Linked DNA regions of Mus musculus: region 1 is linked to region 2. Evidence: chromatin contacts called from public promoter capture Hi-C data. All regions are on one chromosome and are shown on one strand. The core of a region is the stretch at or near the end of the contact, and the rest is flanking DNA. Distances in the headings are between cores, read along the strand shown. Region 1 has its middle 21 kb from the start of Gm25080. Region 2 holds the start of Bdh2 (3-hydroxybutyrate dehydrogenase, type 2).

Evidence for each region. Promoter capture Hi-C pulls out the DNA fragments that hold promoters and counts their contacts.
Region 1: a contact with region 2 is called in a promoter capture Hi-C map of hippocampal neurons, with 9 times the contacts expected there. The contact joins the enhancer-like site here to the promoter of Bdh2 in region 2. A contact is called at or near these places in 10 of 39 promoter capture datasets (the 3T3-L1 cell line, 3T3-L1-derived adipocytes, the C10 cell line and 7 more), 4 of 484 Hi-C or Micro-C datasets (CD4 T cells, the G1E-ER4 cell line, the N1E-115 cell line and 1 more) and 1 of 115 datasets of contacts at active chromatin or transcription factors (astrocytes).

The regions. Positions count from the first base shown.
Region 1 is chr3:137,732,975-137,740,133 of GRCm38.p6, forward strand. No RefSeq gene overlaps it. Among named protein-coding and RNA genes, the nearest start is that of Gm25080, 21 kb to the left of the region's middle. Within about 2 kb of position 4,662, at least 24 of the 459 cell types and tissues checked have an H3K27ac peak or open chromatin away from gene starts, as enhancers often do. A contact at or near this core is called in hippocampal neurons, where this site is marked.
Region 2 is chr3:135,277,634-135,284,474 of GRCm38.p6, forward strand. Bdh2 (3-hydroxybutyrate dehydrogenase, type 2) reads left to right here and starts at 3,588. Exons shown (of 10, transcript NM_001172055.1): 1 at 3,588-3,735. It overlaps Gm46826 (a long non-coding RNA gene), which reads right to left. Exons shown (of 3, transcript XR_001783991.2): 2 at 5,532-5,709; 3 at 4,799-5,140.

The DNA.
Region 1 (7,159 bases), core at 3,412-5,911, 2.5 Mb after region 2:
ATGCAGACCCAGTTCAAGGCCAGTTTGGATAATGCAGTGAGTTCCAGGCCAAGCAGGACTATATACAGAGACCCTGACTCAAAGCGAAAGGAAAAAAAAAAAAAAAAGATAAAGTAAATACATAAGCAAACATGAAAAAAGTATCAACAATAATTTAGACATCTCAGTTGTTTTCTACGCAAATCACTGCTGTTTAGAGAAAAACACAACATTGGTACAAATAAGATAGGACTGTGTCAGGTTAGCTTGACACATAAAGCCTTGAGGGTGTGGACGTCACACAAAAATATTCAAACAAACAACTTTGAAACACCAACACCCAAATCTGTACCATATGCCAAATTCAAACTGTTCTACATTGGCCAATAAGCAATTGTACATTTCCTCTTCAGGAGGCTGTTTGCCTCCAGCTGTTTACCACAGCAGCTTTCCACACCACAGTGTTTATTTGGGAAAATACTTCTATAATTGTTCATAAATTTTTCAACTAAGATTATATATAAACTTGGGGGCGGGCGCTGTATTTGTCAAAACACGTGTTTATTGGACAGAGCTCACAGTCAAACTTGCATGGGCAAAAAGAGGCTGTTTGATGAGCCTGGTAGCACACATCTGTAATGAGATTGAGGTATAAGAATTGTCGAGGAATTCACAGCCAGCCTGGGCTACGTTAGGAGCCCACAGCAAAGGCTGGGATACATAGTGGAATTTTGCCTCAAAACAAAATAAAGCACAGTGCAAGGACATAGAAGAATCCCATAGTGATTAGGTCTGTCCACAGAAGAGCCTGAAAATGAAAAACTTCTCTAGACCCCATTCATCAAACATCTCTTTACTGAACTCTGATGGCCTCCAAGAAGTTGCAATGAACAAACCAAACAAGGAGCCTGTCTGCATGGCACTAGCCCTTCAGTAAGAGACAGAAGCAATGGAAAGGAATCAATGCCACTATGGTGCCTAGGACCAATGGGGAAGTGAACAGGTAGGATGATTAAATACAAATGAGGTACCACCTTGGAGATGGAGTTACCAGCGCATCCTCTCTGGGGATAGGAGGGTAAACCAAGATGTCAAGAAGGAGAAGGAGCCAGATGCACAAAGAGCTGGCAGAAGGATGCCATCAAGTGCAGGCAGGAAGAGAGCCAATGAGTAGGAGATGCTAAGGACAACTTGTTCCAAACATGGACTGGTGAGAGACTGAGGGCAAGACGCAGGAAATGAAGTTGGGGAGGGGAGCAAGACTGGACTCTGGTGGACTCCCACTGACTGAAAGTATTCACCTTAACATGCAAGTGAGATGTGATATAAGTGTCTGAGAGAAACCTAGTGACAAAAGCAAAGAAGGTTGCTGTTTCCTGGGGTTCCACATGCTGCGGACACTGTGACTCTCATGTACGCCGACTCCAGGCTCACCCTGCAGGCAGGTGCTGGCTCAGTTTCCATGGGCCTATGATGGTCTCAGCATCAAAGTCAGCGTACTGAGTTTAGTTTACAATGCTGAACCCCCATTGCAACCTCTATTCATATATTTCTGCTAGAGGAGAAAGAAAGGCCCCTTAAGAAAAACTTCTGGTCAAGAGAACAGAATTCCTGGACTGGGATGTTCTAGTGGGGGCAGAGAACTGACCTGGTTGAGAGACCATTTCCTAAGAAGTCCTTGCCTTAAGCCATGCTGAAGAGATAAGCACAATAATTTCCCCTTTAATGATAAACTGTACATTTTATCCCAAGATCCCTGCCCTTTAAATTCAGCCTCTCATAGGGCACAGATGTGCTTGCTTGCAAGTCTGCACACTTCTGAATTATTCATGAAAATATAACTTTTTCCTTTCTCCTACTCTCGTTTTCTAAGCGCTTTCTCTAACACTCTGGGCTTCCCCAACATCTTGGGTTTTCTTACTCTTTCTTTAAGGCCTCCCTCCCCACTGTGTGGCTGCTTGTGTTCTCTGTGTCTGTCCTCCATGCTGGGTTACACAGCACGTCTTTACTTCTCCCGTCTCCTTCAGACAGCTGTTCAGAGTCACAGCTGGCTCTAGGAACTTTCCTTCGTTAATAATATTTTACTTGTTGAGACTACAATATAATTACATTTCCCCCTTTTCTTTCCTTGTACCTCCACCTTGTTCTCTTTCAAATTTAAGAACTTTTTCTTTAATTGTTGTTGTTGGCGTGTGTGTGTGTGTGTGTGTGTGTGTGTGTTTCTAAATATAAAATACAAGCTGCTTAGTCTGTCTAATGTTACTGTATACACATACATTTTCAAGACTGACCATTTGGTATTGGATAACCAACTAGTGTGCTCTTCCCTGGGGAAGACTGTTTCTTCCACTGTCGGCATTCCTTAGTTACTTGTAGCTTTTTGTAAAGAGTTGAGGTGTCAGGATCTTTCCTTATTCCATATTAGCATATCTGTTAGTGTCATTCTCATTTAGGTCCTGGTTAGACAGCCATGACATTTCTAGGTAACACAGTCTCATAGATAACTTCCTGTTCCTCTAGGTCTTAGAACCTTTCCACCACTCCATCCCTGATATCGCCCAAGCCTTGAGTGTAGGAGTTGTTTGTAGATATACCCATTGGGACTGGCTTCCATAACTCTGCATTTTGATTGGTTGTAGTTTTCTGTAATGGTCTCTGTCTATTGCAAAGAGAAGTTTCCTTGATAAGGGGTAAAGATAATACTTATCATTGGATATAAGGACAAATATTTAGAATGTAGCTAGGGGTTACACTGGTTTAAAGGGGTGGTTGTAGGTTCTTTCCAAAATCTATGACTTCACTAGCCTTGGATAGTACTAGTACCAGGCATGGCTTACCTCTTGTTGAATGGGACTTACGTCCAAATAAAGCTGTTTGTTACCACCAAGGTATTGGTGCCACTACTGTGCCAATAGGGTTACTGTACCATGCTGGTTGCTGTTGTGGTTCCTAAGCATCCTATTGGTTGCTTTCCTCCTTTGGAATCTTGCCTGGTCCCTTCTTCTGCCATGAGAGCTTGGCCTCAAAGAAGGGGCATTCAGATCAGTCCTAATTCAGTGGCCTCTGGGCCCTGTGTCCTAAGTGCATGGTGCTCTCAGCAAGAGAGACTTACCTCCCGTCTTTGGACGGCAACCAAGGGCAATCACAGTAGCAATAGCCTCTAACATCTTGAGAGTCCCATGGATAAGCCTAATCAACAACTCATGAAGGGGGTTTCTCATGTCTGCTGTTGAGGTTTTTGTTTGATAGTCTATGGCTCTTTGGAGGAACTTTGTCAGCCCAAATGAGAGATTTTTATTTAATTATAATATACATGTGCATGTACTGTGGGCATTTTTAGGTGAATGGTTACAAGTCTGGTTCCTTAGGACTCTCTCAGACATCCTTACTGCCATTTTACTTCTGTATCTATCCCCGTCCTCATTAAGCAACCCCCCTCTTCCTGTTTCTCTCTTCAGACGACTTTTACCCTACGATTTCCTTCTCTTCTCTCCCCCCTCCATTTCCTTTAAACTCTAATAAAACAATGCCATTGAGCTTCCATTTGAGTCTGTCCTTAAATTATTTTACTAATGATGCTAAGAACCCAAGACAGGATGCAGACTTCCCTCATATAATTTACAAAAGTGATAATCTGATTGGCTAGCTCATCTCCTTAAGCTAGGTCATACCTGTAAGGGGGGGTAGGGGGGTCACTGACCTGCTTAGCAAAGATCTTTCCCAAACAAGATAACTAGTATTTCTCCAGTTAAGACTTGGCCTATAGCACATGATCATTTGTTATAGAATATAAGCAGAAACTTCAGTTTCTATAAGGCTGATTTCCCTAACACACTGGGTGGCCACATGACTCCTGTGCTATTTATCTGCTGTACCAGTGAACCCATATATGTTTCTTGGACAGATATGTTGCATGATTTACAGGAATTTGCAAAAATGTTTGCCCCTTTCAGATGACCATTTGTCCTCACTAATTTTGGAAAATGTCTGCTATAATTATTTTAATTGTCCTCTGTCAATTCAGTCCTTCAGTGTTTTATGTTCCAAACATTATAAATGCTAGCCTCAAAACATGTAGCCTACTTCAAAAACACGAAGGCCATGAGGCCTGGGCTCTTCCCTGCAGACCGGCGGATTTGCTAGCTTGTGGCAGGCACACGTGTTCCCGTGAGCACTGGTTATTTACTTTAAAGCCCTTTGAAGTGCTTCAAAATGTGATTTGTCAGTGGAACGGTGATAAAAATTTTCTAAACTAGCCACAAAAAAAAAAAAAAAAAAAACTTTAAAAGCATGGGCTTGAAATTTATTTCTTTTCACTTGTGAAATTCCGGTTCTATTTTCACTGTGGTCAAGGAGCAGTGGAGAGCGCCTTCAGGAATCTCCCACCCCTCTTCAGCCAGTGCCTGAGACACCTGTGCTGTCCTTGGCATGGGAGGACAGAGGAAGCCAATCGAGAAGCTGGAAGCCATACCTCTCCTCCTGTCTCTGGACCCTTTTCACCGCCAACGCCTCCTACTGATCTTCCGGGGAAACCACCTATCTAATTGTCAGACAAAGCACAATTGTCTAAGCAACCTGCTCTGTTAAATCCATAATGAGAATAATCACAGTCCTGGCAGGCCTCGGGGAGCACTCCTCCTTCCGGAGGAATTGATCATTAGCATCACAATGGATGCCACTCACCCTGTAGGCAGTTACCCTGTGCCAGGCATTCCGTGAAAGACTTCCCACGTGTGATTTATAGAAGGGTTCCTGGTGCACAGCGAACTGGGAGCTACCTGGATGCATTTTATTGTCCTATTTATTTAATGTGGAAATTTGGCTTCTCGAGAGCATTTATTAATTCACAGGCTCAGTACATGATGCATAGAAGTTGACTCTTAGCCCTTTCAACTCCTTCCCATACACTCATCTTAAACTTCGCATCACTTTCTGAGTTCTCCAGTGGTCCAGAGATGGTCAGAATATGTTTAGCAACTACAAACTGGTTCAAAGAGTCATGTGTTGTTTTTCTTTCCGAATGAATCCTCAATGATAATCAGTCCCTCCCTCGGTAAACAACAATGAATGAATAGGTCCTTTCCTCAAAAAGTCAAATAAGTGGTTCTTAAACCTCACTTTTTAAAAGGGCCCAGAGAGCTTATCCAAAACCACAGGGCCCTAGGTTCCACTCTTTCAGCACATGTTAAATCAGTATATCATATGACATCCACATAGACTCTCCATACACCAAACTGAGAGAAAACCCCAACTTTGTTTCTTTTCTTTTGTATTTTATTTTTATCATTTAAAATTACATGTATGTATGTGTACATGTGTGTCTATGTGGGGGTCATGTGCACATGGCCCACAGAAGCCCCACACACATCACACATGTCTCTGGAGCTGAGTTACAGGTGGTTGTGAGCCTCCGGGTGTAGGTGCTGGTAGTCGAACCCAGGTCTCTGCAAAGCAGGACTTGCTCTTAACTGCTGAATCATCTCCCAGACCCTTTAATTTTTAAGAGTGTGTGTGTGTGTGTGTGTGTGTGTGCATGCATATGCATGTGTTGGTCTGCTCCCATGAGTTTCCACCCAAAGAGACCATCAGAGAGCATTGACTCCCCTGAAATTACAGTTAAAGATTGCTATGAGCTGCCCAGCATGGAGGTGGGGAGCAAGCTCTAGTCCTCTACAAGAACAGACACATTCTTATCCATGAGCCATCCCTCAAGTCAAAGAGAAGACGACTTCTAAGGGGCAGGGCCTAAAGTCATTAGTATGGAGACTGCCTATTGACCTCCATGAGCCATCCCTCAAGTCAAAGAGAAGACGACTTCTAAGGGGCAGGGCCTAAAGTCATCAATATGGAGACTGCCTATTGCCCACAAAGCTTTAGGAAGTTGATCCCTGACACTGTACTTTTAAAAAAGAAAAGGAAACACATTCTAAAGAGTGAAGAAAAGCAAGGCAGGGTGGGCAGGACAGAACACTGCAATGGAGCTGGGAGGGAGGAGCAATCAGAGCTGCCCCTGCCGTGCACCAAGCACAAGCACGTAGCTGCTGCTACTGAACCCCAGGGTGATAGCTCTTCCTGCTTATCAGCTTGACTCTATCTGGAATGAACCACAATTCAGAAATGGAGAGCTCACTTGTGATCCAGATCTTGAGGCTGGAAGATACAAGTTTCTGACCTGGATCTTGGCATGGAGATCTTGAGGCCTAATGGCTAGGAAAAGCTTAGGCCCAGGCAAGGTAGTGCATGCCTTTGATCCCAGGAGACTGAGGCAAGGAGATCTCTGAGTTCAAGGTCAGCCTGGGACAAAATGAGTCTCACATCCAGGTGTGGTGATATGCACCTTTAATCTGGGCCACGTGTCCTGCTGGAGACCTGCATAAAGACATTGGTAGAAGGAAGATTCGCTCTTCTCTGTTTCCATTTACTTGACAGCACATCTGTTAGGATCTACTTCTATGAAAGACCAGCTGAAACAAGTAGCCTCGTGGGACTGAGCAACTACTAGATTCTTGGACTTCCAATTCACAGCCACCCATTGTTAGGGAGTTGAACTACAGACTGTAAGTCATCATAATAAATTTCCTCAATATAGAAAGACATTCCGTACATTCTGTGACTCTAGAGAACCCTGATAATACACCCAACTTCCTAAGCCACTCTGTTTCCATGTAAGGGCACAAGGCACCATGTCTCTCCCATTTTGAAGAATGGCTCCTATGGAAAAAAGATTTGGAAATTAAGTGCAACACAGACCTAGTAGTGGCTCCATCGTAAATGTCGTACAACAAAGCAACTTATGTAACTTTTCTGGTCTTTAGTTTTGTCATCTGCTCAACATACAGAATGATTTGCTTGGTATTGCTAAAAGAGTTAAAAAATAGAATAGGTGCTTTGTTAATTACTTGCCTTGTTAGCATGGCAACATGCTTGCCAGGCACAACTTATGAGAGGAAGGCTGGGTTTTGGCTCACAGTTGCAGTCCATCATCGCTCTGGAGTCATGGTGGTAGGAATGTGAGGCTTCTGTGTCTCACCTCTCACTCAATCAAGAAGTGGAAAGCTCAGGGTGGAAGTAGAAATAGGTATCACCTTCAAAGGCTGCCAGAGCAACGCACTCCCTCTAGCCAGGCCCTACTTCTCAACAGTCCATACAGGGTCCAAAACAGGGTCCTCCAGTGCTACAA
Region 2 (6,841 bases), core at 2,338-4,837:
CCTGCGACTGTCTGCGTGCCAATTATGTTGTAACAAGACTTTTCCCCGGGTCCGAGGATGTGGGAATAATCTACCATGAAAGCCAAGTTTGAGCCAACAAAAGTATCTTTATTCAAAAATTGATCCATCAAAGAGACAGCTGGGTTTGGTTGGGATTCAAACCAAGTCAGACTGGGATAGAGAAACCTACCTTTCTTTCTTTCTTTCTTTCTTTCTTTCTTCCTTCCTTCCTTCCTTCCTTCCTTCCTTCCTTTCCTTCCTTCCTTCCTTCCTTCCTTCCTTCCTTCTTTCTTTCTTTCTTTCTTTCTTTCTTAGATATTTTCTTAATTTTCATTTCAAATGTTATCCCCCTCTCCCCATTTCCCCTCCGAAAACCCCCTATTCCATCCTGCCTCCCCCTGCTCACCAACCCACCCACTCCGGCTTCCCTGTCCTGATATTCCCCAACACTGGAGCATAGAACCTTCACAGGATCAAGGCCTCTCCTCCCATTGATGCAAGACAAGGCCATCCTCTGCTACATATGCTACTGGAGCCATGGGTCCCTCCATGTGTACTCTTTGGTTGGTGGTTTAGTCCCTGGGAGCTCTGAGGGTACTGGTTGTTCCTCCTATGGGGCTGCAAACTCCTTCAGCTCCTTGGGTCCTTTCTCTAGTAGAGCAACCTTTTAAAACAAAAACACCCAAATTAGGTAGGGTAGGGGAAGCCAACCAGGTACATGCATGTTGTACATTTCTAACTGTCTTTCACACCTGGCATCTTAAGTGGGTTACTACCTATAAAATACCTCAGATGGCTTCCCTGGTCATTTAACCTGGCTTGACACCAGCCAATCTGCCTCTTTTACAGCTACTGCGTTTCACTCCTGACTGGGTGCTAATCAACAAAACCTTAGTCTTCCGTTCATTTGGGGCACCTGGGGCCAGAAATTGTTTCTGGGAATTTAGCTGCTCCTTATAAATACAAGATTATACAAGATGGGGTCTCTAAGGCTAAAGTGGCTTCCCACATCTACTCACCCCTGACAGGAAGTCCATGACAAACCAAAATATAGTTATCACCAAAGTATAGCCCAGTGAACCATGACTTTGACCTGGGGTTACTTATACAGATATGGGTGAGAAGTTCCTTACAGGAGCAGAGATGGCTTGAAGGCAGTTGGATCCCCAAGGCTTACCCCAACCTCAGCACAGATGGCAGCTCACAAAAGGTAGGAACCTGGAACACACTGAATGGTCTACAGGCTACTCAGTAGGCTGGAAGGTGTCTCTTCCAAGTGACTAGTCTAAGCCTCTTCCAGTATTTTGGCTAGGTTTTGCTTCTTCTAGGCACCAGGTCTGGTCTTAGAATCTCCTTTTCAGCTTGTCTTTTCTGAGTCTTATCCACAGCTTGGCTTGTCTAAGTGTTGTCTTGATGAGTTAACTACTCTTGTGAGAGGGACTCAGGCTTTTATTGCTCACTCTGGCAGGGTGCCTAGTGAATCTGCTCGGTTTCAGGGACTTCCTGGAACTACTTTGAATTGTTTACCTTCCTGTTTAAGGAGCTTCCTTGCAGGGTGGAATGTTTCAATCTCAGAGGAAACTGCTACACAACAAACTTGTGTTAACAAAATGACAGGCTTTGTTTCTTACCTTTAAAGTGTCAATTTAGGGTTGGAGAAAGGGCTCAGTGAGTTGAGTGACTGTCACACAAACATGAGGACTTTCTGATCCCCAGCACCTGCATAAAGACCCAAGCATGTGCCATGTGGCACGCTAGTCAAGTGCTACTGAGGTCTGACAAGCTCATCCCTGGGGCTGGCTCTCCTGCCACCCCAACCTACTAGGTGAGTTCAGGCCATTGAGATCCTGTGTGAAAAAGCAAGCTGGGTAGCTTCCACAGAACAATACCAACTGCCCTCTGCCTTCCATGTTTACCTAAACACATACACAATTTTAAATGTTTACGTTAATCCTAAGTCATAACTCCTTGTAAAACAGTTTGAGTTTGGGGCAGGGGTCCTGCTTTTGTTCAGGATTGAAACCACATACTTCTGAAAGTGAATCTTCTTCCTTTGAGATTAGGTCTTACTATGAAACCTACTTTGTCCTCGTTAATCTCCTACCTCAGCCTCCCAAGTACAGGGACTACAGATAGGTCCCTTATTTGGGGGAGAGAGGCAGAGACAGAGACAGAAGTTAATCCTGGAGCACTCTCATAGTCATTAAAAGCAAACGCCTTTCAAAGCCCTGGCAAGTTGAGGGAAAGACAAGTCTATTAGAGCAAGGAGCACACACAGAAGTGTCTGCTGTAATAAGCTGCCGTTTATCCTGCAGGTGTGTGGCAGACGCTGGGCTTCACCTGCACACCATGTCCCCTCCTCACCACCCTGGCAGAGCCGCTGTTTCCTTCTCCTCCATATAAGAACGCAGAGCCGCTGTTTCCTTCTCCTCCATATAAGAACGCTGTAGGTTGGCCAGTTTACAGGTCCTGCTTACTCAGCTATTTCAGGGAGACATAGGATTTATGTCTTTTTATTTTTAAACTGGGCTCTTTTTTCCCCTTTGAGGGGGTCAGCTGTTCTGAATAAGGGTCTTCTGTAGTCCAGGCTGGCTGTGAAGTTCTAAGCAAACTTTGTGATGCTCTTACATCTATTTGTGCTCGGTGCTAGCACTCTGGGCTTTATACCGTGCTAGAGACTGAAGCCAGGGCCTGAGGCAGGAGCTTGAGGGAGGAACAGAAAGCACCCACACACTGAGCAGCACAGGAAGCCACCCTGTGCCTGCCTTAAAGGACCAGCTCTCTGTCTTGCTCTGCTCCGTCCAACCCACGTGCATCCAACTGACTGACTGTGAAACCCACACTTTAGGAGCCACTCAGAAAGAGGAGCAGAACCCAGAACCTTCTGGGAGGCATCACTTTTCTCTTCAAGAAGGAAGCCCTCAGAAAGTACAGCCTGCGTCCCCAGCAGACCTGCATGGCTGGCCAGCCCAGGTGACAAAGGAGGCTCGCAATCTGATAGCTTTGTTTTGTAGCCTTTGCAGTGCCAGAGCCCATGGCAAAGTGTGCCAAATGTGTCGAGCCCCTGGATTTATGCAGGACATTCACACATGACCTCCATGATCACTGTGACACTAGCCAGGTTAACTCACAAGTCTCCGACCCAGCCAAGACCTAGCCCTTTCCTCGTGGCTCCTGTAGTCTTCAACCAACTTGATTGCATGATATTTTGCTCTGTTCATTTCAAGATTCCCATCCTAGCTGGGTGTGCTCCTCGGCTCAGGCCCAGTGCACTCAGGATGCCAGCATTCTGCAGCTGAGGGATTAACGTCAGAAACAAGACTTTAGCCCCAAGGAAGTTTTCTTTTCCCCGCTCAAAGCAATCTGGGTTAAGAGCTAGGAAGACCAGAGTATTTAGTGCCTCGGGTCCCTTGTGTGTTTTCCAGCAGCCTTCCACCTTCCTGGCCATTGGATCTGGCCTGCTAAGTAACTTGCACAAACAAAAGACAGGCCTTTGTTTGGCGTTCACAGTTCCACGTTCTGATCACTAGATGGCAGCATGGACACATCTAAAGTGCACGGCTGTGGCAAACACTTCTTAAAAGCTTACTTAACAGGCATTAGCAAAAGGACTCGGAGGGGACCTGAACTCCACCTCCCAGCGTGCATTAATCAGCATGTGACTTCTCCTGCGCAGAGATCTGAAGTTTGTCTCCTGAAGGAATCTGGAGGACTGTGTGGACTCACTCTTCTAAAGTAAGATATTTTTTTCTAATCACTTTCGACAAAACTTTTGGGGACTGAGAGTTGTAGCTTGTGTTGCCATCTTCTCCATATCGCCGAGTTGAAGATGCATCTTCAGTTAGTGTGGGAGTTGGGAATCCTCTTGTATTTATTAGAGTTTGAAAATAGCCAAAGAAAGACAACTGTTCCAGTATCTGTCCTAAGTAAACTGGCTCGTGAAAATATTTGGAATTCCAGAAAATACTCTGAGCCTTTTTCTAGTAAAAAGAAATTTAGGGTTTTAGTACAATCTTTAGAAGTAGGAAAGTCATTATGTTAAGAGTGGGTTAAGTTTACAATTTCTGGACGTATTCCCACTCTAAACCCCACCCTGTTACCCCCCCTCCCCAAAAAAAAAACAAAAACAAAAAAACAAAAAAACCCATGTTGCCTTGAGACTGCTTGGAGGTCAGCTGGAGAAAGGTTTAGAAGTAAACAGAAACTAAATTTTGTGCCTGGTTGCTTCTGGGTGGTCTCGGGGGTCATGGAGGTGCTTAAGAGAGCACTGAGCAGGTGCCTTCACTGATTCTCAACCTGTGGGTCGCGACCCCCACGCCTAGGTTCTATCTAATTAGATATTCTGAATGTCAGGTGTTTACATTATGGTTCATAACAGCACCAAAATTACAGTTGTGAAGTAGCAACAAAAATATGGGTCACCACAACATGAAGAACTGCGTTAAAGTGTCGCTGCATTAGGACGGTTGAGAACCAGGGCTTTGGTGGGCGAATACCCAGGGTCCCTTAGTGAAGGCCCTGGACTGTGAGTTTCTTATGCTGTACTCAGGGTCGGGGGAGGCAGGGACGGCTCATCCCTTCCTAAAAGCACAAGTTAGCTTTCTCTCAACTCCTACCACACTCTAAGTGAAATTTCTCTCTGCGTGCTACTGGTAAAAAGCAAAGCAAAGCGTACTGCATCAGAATTGGGGAGACGCCATGAAGCCAGATCCTGTTACCCAGCATGTGCGCATGATTGGATCACAGAGTGGGGGTCATCAGTTGGCTTCAGAAGCCCCTCTTACCGTGTGACTGTGTCGGGCTGGATCTCAGAGGAAGGCTCTAATAGGAACCTAACAGGATGGCTTTTATTAGGGGAGATACTGTTGTGGGAGAAAATGACAAGGAACCAGGTGACGATGGGAGAGACTTCAGATGGATCGAGGCAGGGAGAAGGCAGAAGTGGATTTGGGGGTGGGGGCACCCTGAATGCTTCCTTCAGTAGGGTGGGGCTGGGGACCCTAAGGAGGCTAGGGAGAAAGAGTTCTGTACGTCATCCATCACGGTCTGCTCCAGGGTGGGAACAAAGAACAAAGGTGTCCTCCGGGTCAATGGAACCTCAGTCCTGCTGGAGGTGGGAGACTGCAGCATTCTCTTGAACCTGTGATTGGAAGGCATTGTATTGATATGATGATAGCTGACTTAGCCTCACCCTCACAGGAGACCAGGCTCTGTCTGTCATCTGTGAAGCACTGCCCACCCCCACCCCCTCCCCATCCCTGCTTCCTTGCCAGCTACTTCTAGACAACTGCACCCATTTCCTGATCCCAATCCCTAATGGCCACTGCCAGCTCCGTTCTGGCAAATCTGAAAATCTCCCATGCTTTCCCCAACTCTTTCAGTGCCAGCTGCGGACATGAAGACCTAGCACTACAACCCCTGGAGTTAGGACCAAGTATGGAGGACTGGAAAGTCGAAAGGGTACAGTGGGGATGCGGGGGCAGGGAGCACAGCTATGGGAGGAACAAAAGCAAAAACACCTAACAGCTTACCTAGAGAACAGGTCAAGTCAAAGGAGAGGACAAAGGGGGTGCTGGAGAGAAGGTCCATCAGTTAAGATCTCTAACTGCTCTGCCAAAGGACCTGGGTTCAATTCCCATCATCCATGTGCCGCTCACAACTGTCAGTAATTCCAGGGGCAGGAGATCTGACACCCTCACACAGACACACCTGCAGGCAGAACACAAAGGACTTGCTAGCTGTCGACCCCAGGCACCCCATCCAGCCAAGATGGCGTCCCGGGTGCTTTATTGAGGGTGGATGGGCAGAAGGAATGTCAGGACTCCACACTCACAGACATATTTCCCTCCTGCCCCTCCCTGTATGGAGGCTGCAGCAAACCAACTGTCACAGGTCCCTGAGAAGGACAGAACAGCCGTCCTGTGACACCGTTTCTTGTTACCTATTCCTCTGTCCCTAAGGTGTGCATCCAAGCCTCTGCTAAGCGGCTCTTACAGAATGTGGTGTTTGGGGTTCTCCGCCCTCTCTTTCAGAATGTATCCATCACATGTCCCGATTAGTTTTATGTCAACTTGACATGAGCCAGTTGTCTGAAACGAGGATACTACAATCGAGAAAATGCCTTCTTCATAAGATCTGGCTGTAAGGCATTTTCTTAATTGGTGATCAACAAGGGAGGGCCCTGCCCAGTGTGACTGGTGGCCCTGGGCTCTGTAAGAAAGCAGACTGAACAAGCTACGGGGGAGCAAGCCAGTAAGCAGCACCCCTCTGCATCAGCTCCCACCTCCAAGTTTCTGACCGGACTTCCTTCAATGATTAAGAGCACTATGAAAAAAAAAATGTAAGCTAAATAAATCCTTTCCTCCCCAACTTGCTGTTGGGTCATGGTGTTTTATCACAGCAATGGAAATCCTAAGACACAAGTATTCAAATGTTTCTAAGGCATGCTGAAATGTTAGAAAATGACCAGCACTTTGGTGGGGATGGAGCATCCTCAGAGCTCAAGAGTCAGGAAGCCTGACCTAATGGCTTCTGCCGCTGACTGTGATGGCAGACAGGTCCCGTGTGCTTGTCAATCCCATCAGGTGTGAATAAGACCACTGCCATAATTGTGAACCAAATTTGAAGCCAGCTTGATTGTTAGTTATTGGGGTGCACCCGAAAGCTGGCCAGCACTGGGTTAAAGAAAACAGTCCTGAGTCTGTTTCTTAGGACCCTTTTAAAGAGTAAAATCATTGTAGTTGCAAAGCAGGTTAACAGAAGACAATGGAGCAGTAAAGAAGTACAAAAAAACAACAACAAAAAAGCTCAAAAACACAGCAGGCATCACCCAGTGGTCACC